3 separate regions of the Mus musculus genome follow, and regions 2 and 3 are each linked to region 1. A link is a contact called in public HiChIP or PLAC-seq and promoter capture Hi-C data. All regions are on one chromosome and are shown on one strand. The core of a region is the stretch at or near the end of the contact, and the rest is flanking DNA. Distances in the headings are between cores, read along the strand shown. Region 1 holds the start of Zfp607a (zinc finger protein 607A). Region 2 holds the start of Eid2 (EP300 interacting inhibitor of differentiation 2). Region 3 holds the start of 9530053A07Rik (RIKEN cDNA 9530053A07 gene).

Region 1 (4,980 bases), core at 1,427-3,926:
ATAAACGACGACTGTGCCCACCTACATAGCCAATACCTGTGCCTCTCCACTCCACCCACATCCCTCAGGCTATACCCACAGAAGGGACATGTCACCTGGGGTCAGGGCAAAACACATAAGGAATGCTGTGAGTCCTTGAGTTTATCATACTATCACATGATGTCGTTAACATTTGTTGTCATGAGAATGACTTCTATAAACTATATACCATTCCATATTATAATTTTTGGTCAAAACAAAACAAACTAACAAAAAACCTTTCAGGTGGTCAGCATGTCTCCTCAGTCTTCCATAACTCCCAGGGTCATTAGCCTAACAACACCACAGATGTCAATCAGGTTTCCCAGGGCACTCAATGAGACCATCCCCTCAAAGCTCTGAAGCCCTCAAGGCCCCTGTTTCCCTGTGGGACTGACACCTCCACTGCAGGGACAGTCCTCCCTGAGCACAGACCAAGCAGAGAGCACACGTGGAGGAACGCATTCAAAGTCAACCGCAGTGCACGCTGGGAAGAGGCACAGACAGGAAGTGCTCAGACCTGCCAGCCCTCACTGGAAAGGGGCAGACTGGGCTGGGGGAATCCGGATCCTTGGGAAGCTTCAAGAGGGAAAGAGGGCAGGAGTCACATAACCTGAAGTCACCCTATGTCAAAGAGAAAACTGTCAACTTACACAGACCATGTGTTGAGAACTGGAGCTGGCCATTCTTCTTCAGGCTTCCTCTCCTGGGGGACAAAAAGAAAGCCATTCACTGCATTGTGACTTGATGTTCCCAGGCTGACTTCTGTCACTGTGATGTCATCGACTACATTTATTTCTCAAGCCTCCCCACTCACTCTCTCCCCTCCCACCGCTCACAGCCTCCCACACACAAATTGGAAGCACACAGGAGTCTACACAAAGCCAATCCCCCCCTAACCCAGACAACCCACGGCCAAGGGGGCAGTGTGGGAGTGCAGGGCACAAACATGTCTGCCTTGAACTCCTCCAGAAGAGGCCAGCAGAAGGGACCCATCTTCCACCCTGAGCTCCAGCTCGCCCTGCACCTGGGCCGCTTTTTTTTTTTTTTTTTTGTAGAGACAGGGTTTCTCTGTGTAGCCCTGGCTGTCCTGGAACTCATTCTGTAAACCAGGCTGGCCTGGAACTCAGAAATTCACCTGCCTCTACCTCCCAAGTGCTAGGATCAAAGGTGTGCACCACCACTGCCCAGCAATCGCATTGTTTCTCACACTCCCTTGTCCTGCAGAACACTGAGGGGAATGAACCCAAGATGGCCTCACAGAGCAACAACTAAAGCACACCAGGCCCTTAGGATATGGCGGCATTGCACTAACAGGCTTCACCACAGGCATCCTAAGGTTCCTGACAGGCCTGGAGAGCCTGAGGGGACAGAACCAAGACTTCAACCTGATACCACAGATCCACACCCACTATCAGCCACGGACGGCATTGCTCATCTGGATCTGGCCAGTGTTACCCATTACACACACACACACACACACACACACACACACACACACTCAGAAAATCACTAGCTCTCAAAGATGCCAAATTCAGTGCTATCACTTTCCCAGCTGAAATGGTGAACAGACATAGTCAACCACCTGCAGTTTTCTGCTGCTTTGAGAGGCAGGCCTGTAAAGATAGGATGAGTGATGCCATTGAAATAGGCGCCAATTTAACAGATCGGGATGTAAAAGCCCTAACGCTAACCTCTGGAGACTCCTATCTATAATTTGTTCAGAAAAAGAAGTGATTGTAGAGAGACGATGTCAAGGGATGTCATTGGAAGGATAATGCGAATACTAAGTGGAAAGGGAAGGGACAATGTAAGGGACACAATGGTGGAGGTATCAATTTGCCTGTCCCTCCTTCAGTTACTGACAATTCCATATTCTAAAACTAAAACCTCATTTTCAAACAAAGCACAAGCTCATTCTTTAATCTTTGATGTGCAGCAATAAAGTCCTTATTCTACTTCAGCCCTCCTTTGTAATGGCTGAGGCACGGAGCCTGAATAAGCGCGAGATCCCAGACTATATCTGAGAGCATCCTCAGGGAGCACTTTCTGCTACTCTGTCAACACTCACGTGGCTAGGATAGGGCTCTGGGAAAGTCCTGGGGCTCAACAAGTAGCTGCCTGCTCTCTTAAGCAACCCTGGAGACTCTTCCGGCCTGAAATGCTCCTCCCATGCTCAACTCTGGGCCTCAGGGAAAGCTTCCCTTCAGTGCGGACTCTTCTCTCAGAAGCTTGGTCCTCTGCTTCAGCCCCTGTGGCCAGGGGAGAAAGTAGGAGCAGAGAGCAACAAGCCGGGTGACACTGGGTGACAGAGATAATGCAGAGAGCTCAAAGTGTGCACACTCGGACAGACAGACACACACACACACCACCACCACCACCACCACCACCACCACCTGCAGCAGCACCGTCCCCCCACACATAAATACACAACCACCCCACACCGCGGTCCACATCCACACCCAGCCGGCTGGTTCCCGCCTTACGTGGAGACCGAAGCCAACTAGAGATTTCTTCCTCCGACCAGAAAGATCGGACTTTCCGCATTAGCGGCACCAGGACACCCAGAGCCTATCCACTACTTCTTGCCATGGTGGCCCTGAAAACTACAGCCCTCGCTACCGGAGATCCGAGAAGCCCAGGGCTCCAGAGAGATCCCAGCATGCAACTTGGCCCAGCCCATTTGAGAGCTGCGTCCTGTGGCTTGTGAGAGTTCCCAGGGGGAGGGGGGTACTCCCCGACTTTAAAGGGGAGGCTCCCTCCTGTGATCAAAATAGTTCCGGGTTCTACTAGTAACTGATTTTCTCTCCTGTGGAGCTGACAGACAAACTGAAGTTTTAAAGTTCAAAAGAAGTAAGATCAAATCAGGCTGTAATTGGCTGTATCTTTGCTTGAGACTGAGTGGGATTCCACCTCGCTGTGCTCTGGTGGGGACTATGGTAAATTGGAAAAGACTGAACTAAAGAATTGTTGGGTTTGAACGTGGGTAGTTTAGCGATTTCAGAGAGAAACAGAAGTTCTAGACACTCCCAGGGTTCATTGTCGCTGTGTTGGAGTTCAGGAAGTCGCCACTCAAACCTTATATACATACACCAATCTCAGTTAAGCAAGACTAGTGTATTAAACACGTACCATAATACTGGAGTTCAGGACTGCAAAAAGGACTCGGGAGCCTAATTGTAGTACTGGTCTGCTCTCAGGGTAGGCTTTTTATATGAGAAACCAGGTTCAAACGTTTAAAGGGCAGGGAGGGGAGCTGTTGGCTTCCTAGGCAAAGTATATTTTTAGCAACCTTTAAGCTGATAGGACCTGAGTAAGGTGGGGGGTGGATGGGTGGTGAACTGGGGAATTTCAGAACAGTGAGATAACAGAACATGAGTATTAAAACTTTTTGGCTTATTAGCAGCATTCTTCAATGTCAGCCCCAAAAAAAAAAAAAAAAAAAAAAAAAAAAAAAAAAAAAAAAAAAACACTGAGCTCATATGCAGGTACAGGAAGAGCTGCCCAGTGGTCAGCTTTACTCAAGATATTTTAGACATAACAGTTGCTATTTACCTTTGATTCAATGGGTCCTACATACAGCTTTGTGAAATAAGATAAGCAAACCTCATACAGATCATTGAGAGCACACAGAACAAAACAGGGTATGTGGCCAGCGTGTCCCTGAGCTCAGTCACTTCTCTATGTCAGTGACTGGCAGGCATGTTACAGCAACACTGTGAAATAGCTGGCAGGCATAGAACAGAATGGCTGCAGCTATGCTGGGGAGCAGGGGAGTCAGACCATAGCATCTGTTATCTAGACGGGAGAATGTGAGTGAGAGCCAGATCGGTATGCATCAACAGAGCTGTGCCCATTAGGCAGTCACTTACATCATGTTGGACTGAGTGGATGAAGGACTAGCATGTCCAGGTAGCCTAAACAAAAACATACACGTGTTTTTAGAAAACCCTATTTATTGTAACGTGACACTATTGAACTTTCAAAACTACTTTTGTTGTCTCCTGTATTTACACGAATTTTCCAGAATGTGAGTAAACAAATGTTGACGAGACTAGACCACGCTAGTAATAAAAGTAACCGCAGTAAAATGTAAATTATCTAAACGCCGAAGTATAGGTTTGTCACATTAGATTGAAAAACAAGTCAGACCCAGCCATGTGTTTACTACAGAAAAAATGTTAAAGATAAATACTCCAGCAGATTCAAAGTGACCATCCTCACATAGTCAAAAGGAGACTAAATTTGATTTTAAAGTCGAGGCAGATTTTGGGCCAAAGGACATTGCCAGTGATAATAAAGAGGGCAAGTCAGTCATCAAGTGACAGTAAACATGGCTGGGCGTGGTAGCAATGCCTTCTATCCCAGCAATGGGGAGGCACAGCCAGCTGCATGTCTGTGAGAAGAGGCCACCGAGGGCTACCCAGTGAAACCCTAAGAACTAAAATACACTCAGATTATGGTGGCACATGCCTTTAATCCAAGGCCTAGGGAGGCAGAGCCAGGAGAATGTCTGTGAGTTCAAGGCCAGCCTGGTCTACAGAGTGAGTTACAGGACAACCAGTACTACACAGGAAAACTGTCTCGAAAAACCAAAAACCAAAACCAAAACAAGCAAACTAAAATAAACTCTGAGTATACTCCTAATACCACACCTTTATAACACGAAGACGGGGAAAACATACTAGAACAATAAGAAATAACAACCAAATCCAGTATCGCATACATAAGTTTTCAGCCTCAATAACTGACAGAAGAAATCCAGAAAAGCAACAGAGCAGAGTTGATTTGGACAGCATCATCACCTATGAATGCAAGTGAATAAAAATGGAGACAGTTAAACTTAAATGGAATCAGGGTGACTGTGTGTTCCTGTCCACACACCTGTGGCAGAAATGCTCATCACCTGAAGATGTTTCTGTTTAAAGCTTCCTTTTTTTCATGCTATTTTTTGAAAAATAT
Region 2 (4,980 bases), core at 1,446-3,945, 410 kb before region 1:
CTCACTGGGGGATTCTAGGCAAGTGTGCTATCATTGACCCACCTTTTGTTTCTTTTTTTTTTCGAGACAGGGTTTCATCGTGTAGCCCTGGCTGTCCTGGAACTCACTTTGTAGACCAGCCTGGCTTTGAACTCAGAAATCTGCCTCTGCCTCCCAAGTGCTGAGATTAAAGGCATTCACCACCACACCGGCTTCACCTTTTCCTTTTTTTTTTTTTTTTTTTTAAGATTTGTTTATTGTATGTAAGTACACTATAGTTGTCTTCAGACACTCCAGAAGAGGGTGCCAGATCTCATTACGGATGGTTGTGAGCCACCATGTGGTTGCTGGGATTTGAACTCAGGACCTCTGGAAGAGCAGTCAGTGCTCTTAACCGCTGAGCCATCTCTCCATCCCCCCACCTTTTCATTCTAAAGTGAAAAGATAACTTACAATAAAAACCTTACAACCGCTATATCTTTTTTTTCTACCGTCAGTCTGGTAAGCACTGTGCATCTGATGGTTGAGCATATTGGCTAGGGAGTCAGAAAACATCCAATTATCGATCACTGGTGGGAGCACCAAGGGGCCAATTAGCTGCATCTGTAAAGTTACAAAGGCAAGCCTTTGGCCCAGGACTGTCACCTCTAGACATCAGGCTACAGAGATTATCAAGAACAAAAAGCCTAAGAAGCTAGTGAGACGAACCGTCAATTTTATGGAAACTTAAAAGACAAACAAAACAAAACAAAACCAGGCGTGGTGGCGCACGCCTTTAATCCCAGCTCTCAGGAGGCAGAGGCAGGCGGATTTCTGAGTTCGAGGCCAGCCTGGTCTACAAAGTGAGTTCCGGGACAGCCAGGGCTATAAAGAGAAACCCTGTCTCGAAAAAACCAAAAAACCCCAAAAAGTAGTAGGTATATAACACCATCAAGTATAAGACTTATTCCACCTTGGGATGGTAGACATGAAAAATGTGTTCAGAACGGAAGCAGTATGTGCCTGCCCACGGGCCCGTTGGTGTGCGCAGGCGCCAACCTACCAGAGGTGGCGCCATACTGCCAGGAGAAACCGATGGGAAAAAGCCCACCGTCCACCAGTATATTCCTGGTTCATAACAGCATAACCACAAAATATAGCCCTAAGGAGTAAATATACTGGTCGGGAAGGTTCTTCACGGTATCTTCATAAGAAATCACAATATCCAAACCAAAATCTGTCAACTCTGCTGAGAAATAAAATGTGTATAAAAAAGGAAACAAGGACGGAAACTGCCTTCAGAGGCTGCATGAGGCATGGGGACAAGGAGAGAAGGACAGAAGACTCTCAATCCTTCATAGTCTTGGGACTTAGGAATAGATTAATTACAAAGCAATGACGGAAAAAAAAAACTTTTGAAAAATGGAAAATAAAATCCCAGAAAATTGGTATGTTTGGAAACACGATTTATCACATACTATATACAATATTTATGTTGTTCGCCATTCACAATGTCTGAGACACAAAATCCCTCTTACACTATACACGCTTGTTGACGCTGACGTGAAGACTTTGCCTGCTCTGACAAGGTCAAGTTCTCCACAGAAACCTCGTCCTAAAACCAGCTTTCTCTTCGAGTCTTCTTCGTCGTGGGCTCTACTACTGGCAATTTTAAGTCTTTACAGTTTTACAAAACCGTCCTTTACTTATTAACGAAGCCACGAGGATGGACCTTTTCCATAACACAAGAAATTTCAACTGATCATAAACTCAAGAAACGGTAGGAGTCTACGATGCTTTCCCTCCCCACCCCCAATTTTCTGACGCTTTTCCTCCCTCTGAGGAAGCGCTGCCTCTCAAGATCCGTTTGATTTCTTAAAACCAAGTTGCAGGATGGGGTTTCACTTGGATGCGGAGGTCTTGGTGCCGTGCCCTCCCCGCAGTCCGACTCTTCACTCTCTGTGGATGAACTTATCGCAACCCAGTTCTTCTATTAGAGGATTGATCACCTCTGATGCAGTCAGGGCTATGGTAAACGTTAAAATGTCAAAATCCACCCTCTGGGGGTTACGCAGGTACTCTATGTCGAAGGCTGCCTCCCTGGCTCGGCAGGCCTCCACGAAGCGCCGCCGGCGCTCCTCCAGCTCCTGGATCCGGCCGGGGGCGATCGGGTAGTTCTCCAGGTAGTGGCGCAGGAACTGCTGGTAATTGATGCCCAAGACGCTGAGGGGGTGGCGGAAGCGCATGTACGGCATCGCCGCCAGGCCGCCCGCCCTGGACCGGGGCCTGCCCTCCGGAGCCTCCTCCTCCAGCGGATCGCCCAGCAGCCGGGCCACCTCTGCCATCCGGGCTTCCCTGGACGCCGCCGCCGCCGCCGGGCCTTCGCGGGCCGCTGCGCCGCCCCGGGGCGCCGCCCCAGGGCCTCCTCGGGCCGCCGCCGCCCTGCCTTCCCGGGCTGCAGCCACCCGGCCTCCCCTGGCAGCCGCCGCCGGGGCTGCGGGGCCTTCCCGGGCCGCCGCCATTGGGCGTCCCCGGGTCTCCCCAGGTCGCGCCGGACCCGGGAGCGCACGCCGCCCGCCGCCTACCTCGGCCTGCGGGAGCCGGCGGTCGCGGCTCGCTGCTCCCGTCTGCGGGGCGCTGCTGACTGCGGGCAGCTGCGACATGTCGGACCGCGGGGTCAGCACCGCTGCTCGCTGAGACCCGGGAAGAACGGGGCCGTGAGGCGCGGGGCGTGCACGCGAGGGCGCGTCCACGAGCGCAATGCGCACGGGTAGGGGGTCGCGTGTCTCGCCGTCTGCGCAGGCGTAGCTCCAACGGCGAAGCCGAGGAGCAGTGCGCACGCGTGTCCTCCGGGCATTTGCTGGCGAGCCTTGAGATTGCTACCTAGCAGTCAGAAGAGCGGTTGCATCCTTTCTGTTGAAGGGGGGGGGTCTCTTTCACATTTCTACCAATCGGTTTAAGTTTCTAAATTTAATTTTAGTTTTAAAATTAGTCTTTAAAGTTTTCTTGCCGGGCGTGGTGGCGCGCGCCTTTAATCCCAGCACTAGGGAGGCAGAGGCAGGCAGATTTCTGAGTTCAAGGCCAGCCTGGACTACAGAGTGAGTTCCAGGACAGCCAGGACTATACAGAGAAACCCTGTCTCGAAAAAACCAAAAAAAAAAAAAAAAAAAACCAAAAAAAAAAACAAAAACAAAAAAAAGTTTTCTTTATTTGTATGTATTTTATTTTATGGGCATGATGGTTTGCTTCCATGTTTATATGTGTACCACATAATACAATGCCAACAGAAGCCAGAAGAGGGCGCTGGATCCTCTGGAACTGGAGTTACGGAAACCCTGCTGGGTGCTGTGATTAAACCTTTACCAGAGTAGCCAGTGCTCTTAACCTTGCAGCCAGGTCTCTGGTCTCTTGGTTGTGTTTTTGAAACAGTTTCACGAAGCTCAGACTGCTAAGGATGGCCTTGAACTCCTGATCTTCCTGCCTCTGCTTCTTGAGTCTAGGATGATAGGCATGTCTCACTATGCCTCGATAGTTAACTAACCTAGTACAGGTTATTATTAACTATACTAACCTATTAACTCTACTATGATTTATCAATTAAAGGCAAAACATAAATAGATAGACTTACAACTGAACCATAAAGGCCAACAAGATGGCTCAGTGGGTAAAGTCACTTTCCCCAAAATCTGATGACTACTTGTGTTCAATCCCAGAAACCCACATGGTGGAAGGAAAAAAATGACACCCAAAAGTTGTTCTCTGAAGTCTTCGTGCGTGCGAACATGTTGAGAAAAGAACGGGACAGTAAGGGAGAGCAGGCGTGTCCTGTGAGTCGGCTGCTCACAGGGCACTCGAGACCTTTGGTGACTGCTCAACATTTTGATGTATACTAGCAGCCACGTCCTTCCCGTCACTTATGTCATTTAGTCAATTATCTGCTTTCCTTTGTGGATTCTTTTAAATATCACTCTTTCCCCAAGTCAGACCCCGAGTTGTGAACACAACTTTTGGAAAGCGAAGCGGCTCTAGCTGTCCAGAGCTTGGCAAACACGGCTCTGGCAGGCCTTGCCCTTCTCTCCTGTTCCCAATGCTTTGCTAAGAAAACTGTAAGATCACATCCTCCTCCTGAAGCTGGCTATCAAGGTCCAGCTATCAAAGCACTGAAGTCCAGCAATCAAAAGCTCCCTTTGCCTATCCAAATCAACCTGTCCAATCAAAATTAAACACCTCATCCTATCACGGGGGTTTCCCTTTGAGCCTTTACTAATTGCCATTTGCAGAATGTGCCGCATCTGTCTCCTCTCTATCCCAGTCCTTTGCCTCATTCTAGAGAAATCCCCCCTCTCTCTTGCTCCCTCCCCCTTGCCTCCTCCTCTATCTCCAGCATTTATCTCTTATTCCCTGCCCTTGTCTCTCTGGGGCAAATAAATCTCTTTTGTAGGAGACCTTGGTCTTGAAGTATCCTGAGCTAATGCTGATCTCTTACAGAAACTGTAGGGCCCCCCCCAACCCCCACCCCATCCCCGCCAGACTGTCTGGTGCTTTCCAGGTGGCATTTAAGTGTCTATGTCTTACTGAGATTGCATAATTCAAGGTCTAACACGGATGCAAACGAAGGGGAATCTGAGGGCATGCTCAGGTAGGATGCATACAATGCCTCTGCTTCTCGCACACTGTAGGAGGAGCTGTCACGAGAGAAGAGCCTGTTGCCATGCTCTTTGGCAGTTGTGCATGTGCCCACTGTTCTCACACGCGCTATTGTCTCGCCAGCAAGAACACACGTGTGAGAAACCGGATCCTTCTGCAGCAACTTTATTACACCAGTTTCAACATGAAGAGGAAGACCCCAAGCATCAAAAAGGCGCTGCTTATATACACCTTAGTGTGGCGTGTCCACACCTGATTGGCTGCTCTCCCAGAGCCGCATCACCACTCCCCGGGATGGGCCGTGACTTGGCACGAAAAACACTCTCACACATGCGCACATTGCTTGTTTACCAATTAAGCCACACAGGCACAGCG
Region 3 (4,980 bases), core at 686-3,185, 270 kb before region 1:
TGGAGTTAGAAATGTACCTGAGACAGACACCTGCGGCCTCCTACAGTGTGGACTATGCACTGTTGGCTCAAGAACACCCCTTGTACAGGCATGGAAACTGAGGTTTGCAGGCTCACAGAGAAAGCTCCTCTCCCAGGGTTTCTGCTTCCACAGTTCAACACAGCTTGGTCCAGAGCAATGTCAAGTAGTGAAGAAGGACCAGGAGCAACTGATGAAACATTAAACTGTTTATAGTTTGATATCCCACCAGGCTAGAAGTTGCCAGAGGATAGGAAATGAAAGATGGAGTCTTTAGCAAAATGGAGACAACTGTCGTAGAGGTGACCTTAGTAGAAGTCCTAGCTCAAGCGTCCACCACTGGGCCATTGGAGAGATTATGTTCAGTGCTCTGGCTACGGTGTCCTGTGATATGGGTCTGACAATCACAGTTTCTCCACAGACATTTGAGGGAGACATTGGCATATTTTAACAAGTTAAAGCATAGATTGCTTATAACTGAGCCTATATAATTAATTGCTGTTCCCAGGCTGTGAATTCTGCAGGAAGGCCGTGAGGAATTCTTCCCCACCAGTATTCCTGGGGTCTTCTGTGGCCTCCCGGGTCAACCCTGAAGAAAACGCAGTTGTGGGTCCAGCTACCTAGTTCCTCCCCGTTACAAACCCAGCCCCTGGGCCTTCCTGAGCACCAGTTGAAGTAATTCTCCCTATGCTTCCATGTCCTTCCTAACGTATGCAGCATCCACCTCCGAGCCTTCCTGGCTTTGGCTGCCCCAAAGCCTGAGCACCTTGTACAGGGCTCTTGAACTCAGACACTGCAGGGTCAGACGAGGGACAGAACGGTGTGAGACAGTCCAGGTGGTGACTGTAGATGCCAAAGCAGCATACTCACCTCGAGTAAGGTGCCACTGTTTTTGTTTTTGTTTTTTTTTTTTTTTTTTTTTTGCTGACTGCACTTATGGTTTAGTAACTAAGTATCCCTGGCTGATCTAGAACTCACTCTGTAGATTAGACTGGCCTCAAATGCACAGAGATCCACCTTCCTCTGCCTCCTGGATGCTGGGATAAAACAGCAGCTTGCACCACCATGCCTGGCTGTGGTGATTTATTTTTGATGCTACATTTTCTACTTTTCTGATGAAACTGGTTGGTTAGCCGACTCTTTACATGAAGTCTGAGACCCCACACCCCCTTTAAAGTCCTGTGAGAGCATACACTCTGACCGGATTCAGTTGCTGGTATGATTCCTGTTTTAATAGATCTTGGTGCAAGATGATGAAGGGAAGTTGAGGATCATGGAAGTTTAGACAGAATCACGTAACAATCGAAGCAGGTAGACTCTCAACACTCCAAACATGGAGTGGGGGCTCCCACCTCATTTCTTGCATGTTCTCACTTCCACTGCAGCCTGGGAGGGGCTGGGACAGGGTTTATGAAAGGTTTACAAATGAAAGATGCCGACCCAGGCAGGTCAGTTTCCCATGGTCCAAGGCCCCAGGACGTGGATGAGGTTCAATCTGACTTACCCCATAGGAGGGTTGCTCCAGCCCAGAGTGCCCAACAGCTCCACAGGGATCCCATATCTGCAGCAGGGAGAGATGGAGGCTCAGATAAGGCTGTCCTACTGTCCTGTTGGAGACTGTCATGGAGATCACAAAAGGGGGCAGACCCAGCATAGTGGGTACTTGGAGGCAAGGAAGGCTGGGGTAGGGACAGAAGTTGGGTGGATAGGACCAGGTGTGAGCAGGCTGTGGGGAGCTGTCCAGTGTAGCAGGGAGTGAGCTAGAGGTTTTGAATCCAGGGAAATGGGTGGGAGAACTGGATATTCAGATGCCTTGAGGGGAAAGATAGGAGGTCTAGAAAGAAAGGCAAGAGAGGACAGTATCCATCCTACTTCCGTAGAGAGCCCCATCTCTTCTCACCTGCAGGTCCCGGAGCTGCGGGAACAGGCTGGGGACTGAGCTATATAGTCCCGTTTCTTGTTCCCTCGGGCCACACCATTGGCCATCTTCCAGGCAGATGGTGCCAGCTTCCTGGAGGAGGCTGCTGATATCAGGCCAGAGGGAATAGTGAGTCCTGAAGTCTTGTGAAGGGCAAAGGATAAGTCTACAGCCTGTGTTCTGAGATGACTGTGAGATCAGATGGTGGCTGCACCCCAGGAGCTATGGAAAACTCTGGTCTTGAAAGAGTGCTGTCTTTAGAGGGACAGCTGGAGAGTAGTGTGCCAGTGGACTGGGTTCCCTGAGCAAGGTAATGGGGATCGGAGGGTGATGTAGCATTGGTTATGTTTGTTGGCTTCCTGGCCAGATTCCGATCTTTAGTCCTTACTTATAACAATATCTAAAGGTCCATATCCGGGTTCTGGCTCCTTACAGTCCCCATGGGCTGATCCCTGGTCCGAAGCCACCCACATCTTGTTTCTAAATACCAGTGAGTATAGTTTTCTAGGGATGTATAGTCTGAGGCCCTGGCTTTGAGTCTTGTGTAGGGCATGATGTTCCAATCTCAGAAAATTATTTGGTTTGGTATTTGAGATATCCCCTAACCCATCTCTCTCCATGAAGAAGGGACTGGCTAATCTTGGGGTGAATATATGCCTTCCTCTCACCTAATCGAGAATTTTCTTAAGATATGATATGGAACATCAGGGTGCAGAAAAAGTAGCAGAGGGAATTTGAGCTTTCTGGGATATAGTCAGTGACTCCCAAAAGGCCAGTACAAACCATGACATTATTGGTTGAATCTGAAATGTCTTCCCAGGCTATTGTATTTTAACATGTGGTTGTCAGTAACCAGTAACTTTGTGAAGTTGTGGAATAGGAGGTTTCGGACATAAGGCCTCATAAATAGAAGCAAGCTACTAGGGTCAAGCCTCGCAGGTTATACATGTCCCTGCTTCTGTCCTGCTCTGATTCTTGCTTGCTTGAGGTGACCAGCCACCCATGCTCCTGCTTTGGAGGGAGTCACTCCAGCCATGATGCCCCATGATAGACTGTACTCCCTCAAACCATGAGCCAAAAGAATTTCTTCTCTCATTACTTCTCTCAGGTGTTTTATCACAACAAAGATAAATGTTACAGATACAGAAAATTGGTCCAGAGAAGATCAGGTTTTAGTGTAATTAAACCTGACCATGTGGTTCTTGTGCTTGTGGAAGGATTTTGGGGGTGGTAGCTGAGCATATAGGGCTAATGTGATGGAAAAATTTGAAGTTGGCCAAAATGCCAATAGAAATGTGGACAATAGAGACTTGGGACAATAGAGACAATTGGGAATTGGGGTAAAGGCTATTTATGCTCCATTCTGGTAAAGACCCTTGCTACATGCTGCCCAAGAAAAATCGAGTTGAGGTTGAATCTCAAAGTAATGGAGTGATTTGGTAGAGGAATTATCACCGGCTGCTTCTAGCCAGGTATAAAAGGAGAGCAGACGGAGAAAGTGGGGCAGCGAAGTGGAGTACTGTGTAGTTTGGGAACCCAAGAGCATTTAAAACTACAGACAAGGTGAGTGATAACAGATGCAATTGTCCAAAATACCAGTACAACTGAAGAAAACCTTCACACAATGGGGAAGGTGCCTCAAGGAAGACACTCCTCCCACCGACGTTTTCAGGGTATGACGTGAATGGAAAGAATCTTCTTTAAAAAGAGACATGTGCAGAGGAAGGGGTGTCTTGCTCAAAAAATGACCCCTCAGGGGAATGTTTCTCTGTTCAGAGGCACAGGAACTAAGAAGCCACTGTAGCTGTGGTCCAAATGAATTCAGCTGCACCCTGAGTTGGCAGCGGACCTTGGCATCTTGCGCATTAGCGCTGGCTCTGCAGGTGTGCATGGGGACTGAACAGTGAGGTGATTACTAAGGCTTGCACCACCAGAAGAAAGGCTCTATCAGGCTCTATGTAGCAGAGACAGCGTCCATGTGGGGTAGTCCTCATAAGTCAATGCCTGAGGTAGTGGAGCTGAACCCCAAGTTGCAATGGACACTTAGGATGATGGTGGTGGTGCCAGGAGCATTGTATGTATGTCAAGGAAGGCTTCCAGCAGTGACTGGAGACAGTGCTGCAAATGGCAACGCCACGGGGGTCTGACCAAGCCCATAAGAACCAGGGTGGAGCCAATGATGCAATCATATGCTCTGCATTCTAAGCTGTAGCTATGAATATGTTTAATATTCATCCTGATGGTTTTGAGTATGTCTTTTGCTCCAGTCCTTCCTTGTTACCATTTTTCATAGAATGAGAATATTTACTCGATGCCATTGGGTGATGGAAGAATGTAACATTTTATTACTGAAGGGCTCATAGCTAGCAGTGCCTTGAGTCCCAGAGGGGACTGTTGGACTTTTGACTAATACTGCAACTGCTAAGCATTCGGGGACTCTCGGATTATGCATTTTGGCACTTTGCATTATCAGATGGCCATGCCTCTCCTGGGACCAGAGGTGAAGTGTTATAGTATGAATCTGAGACACTCCCCAGCTGACATGTTTAAACACTTCTGTGTAAGGAACTGTTCACGGCTGGAGCAAAAGTGTCTGAATCAAACAACCCAAGGAGGAGAACTGAAGGCTTATTATCACTCACAATACAGTGGTGATTTTAGTTCATCATTACCCAGGTCCATTGCTTTTCAGCCAGTGGCAAGTCAATAACATTATGACAGTGGGCCACTGTAGCAGAAAAGATAGGTAGGTAGGTAGGTAGGTAGGTAGGTAGATAGATAGATAGATAGATAGATAGATAAATAGATAGATACCATTTTAGGGCATGCCCTACTTTCTTTAATCAGGCTCTGCCTCTTAGTTCTATAAGCTATCAAAAATTCCATAAATATCTAAGTGTACTGATGGGTTAATCCACTGATGATGTCAATACCCACACAATTCAGTTGGAGAAATTGAAGCTGGGAAGACGTGTGAAGTGAAGGAAACTGCAGGGTTTGTAGCTTTGTCCCCAGCAGGCTGACGTGCTCTTGAGTTGAAGGTC

What was found. Promoter capture Hi-C pulls out the DNA fragments that hold promoters and counts their contacts. HiChIP or PLAC-seq counts read pairs in DNA pulled down with a chosen protein or histone mark.
Region 2: a promoter capture Hi-C map of neural stem cells shows a contact between it and region 1. The contact joins the promoter of Eid2 here to the promoter of Zfp607a in region 1. A contact is called at or near these places in 2 of 39 promoter capture datasets (hippocampal neurons and neural stem cells) and 3 of 115 datasets of contacts at active chromatin or transcription factors (bone marrow-derived macrophages, microglia and pancreatic cancer cells).
Region 3: a contact with region 1 is called in an H3K27ac HiChIP or PLAC-seq map of embryonic stem cells, with 3 times the contacts expected there. The contact joins the promoter of 9530053A07Rik here to the promoter of Zfp607a in region 1. A contact is called at or near these places in 3 of 39 promoter capture datasets (embryonic stem cells, hippocampal neurons and trophoblast stem cells), 2 of 115 datasets of contacts at active chromatin or transcription factors (both in embryonic stem cells) and 1 of 9 other capture datasets (embryonic stem cells).

The regions. Positions count from the first base shown.
Region 1 is chr7:27,858,281-27,863,260 of GRCm38.p6, reverse strand. Zfp607a (zinc finger protein 607A) reads right to left here and starts at 2,676. Exons shown (of 5, transcript NM_001024726.2): 1 at 2,505-2,676; 2 at 672-724. The coding sequence starts at 704.
Region 2 is chr7:28,265,596-28,270,575 of GRCm38.p6, reverse strand. It overlaps Eid2 (EP300 interacting inhibitor of differentiation 2), which reads right to left and starts at 2,695. Exons shown (of 1, transcript NM_198425.2): 1 at 1,408-2,695. The coding sequence starts at 2,621. The coding sequence ends at 1,911.
Region 3 is chr7:28,126,421-28,131,400 of GRCm38.p6, reverse strand. 9530053A07Rik (RIKEN cDNA 9530053A07 gene) reads right to left here and starts at 1,935. Exons shown (of 20, transcript NM_001164655.1): 1 at 1,919-1,935; 2 at 1,523-1,579. The coding sequence starts at 1,577. It also overlaps the pseudogene Gm21925.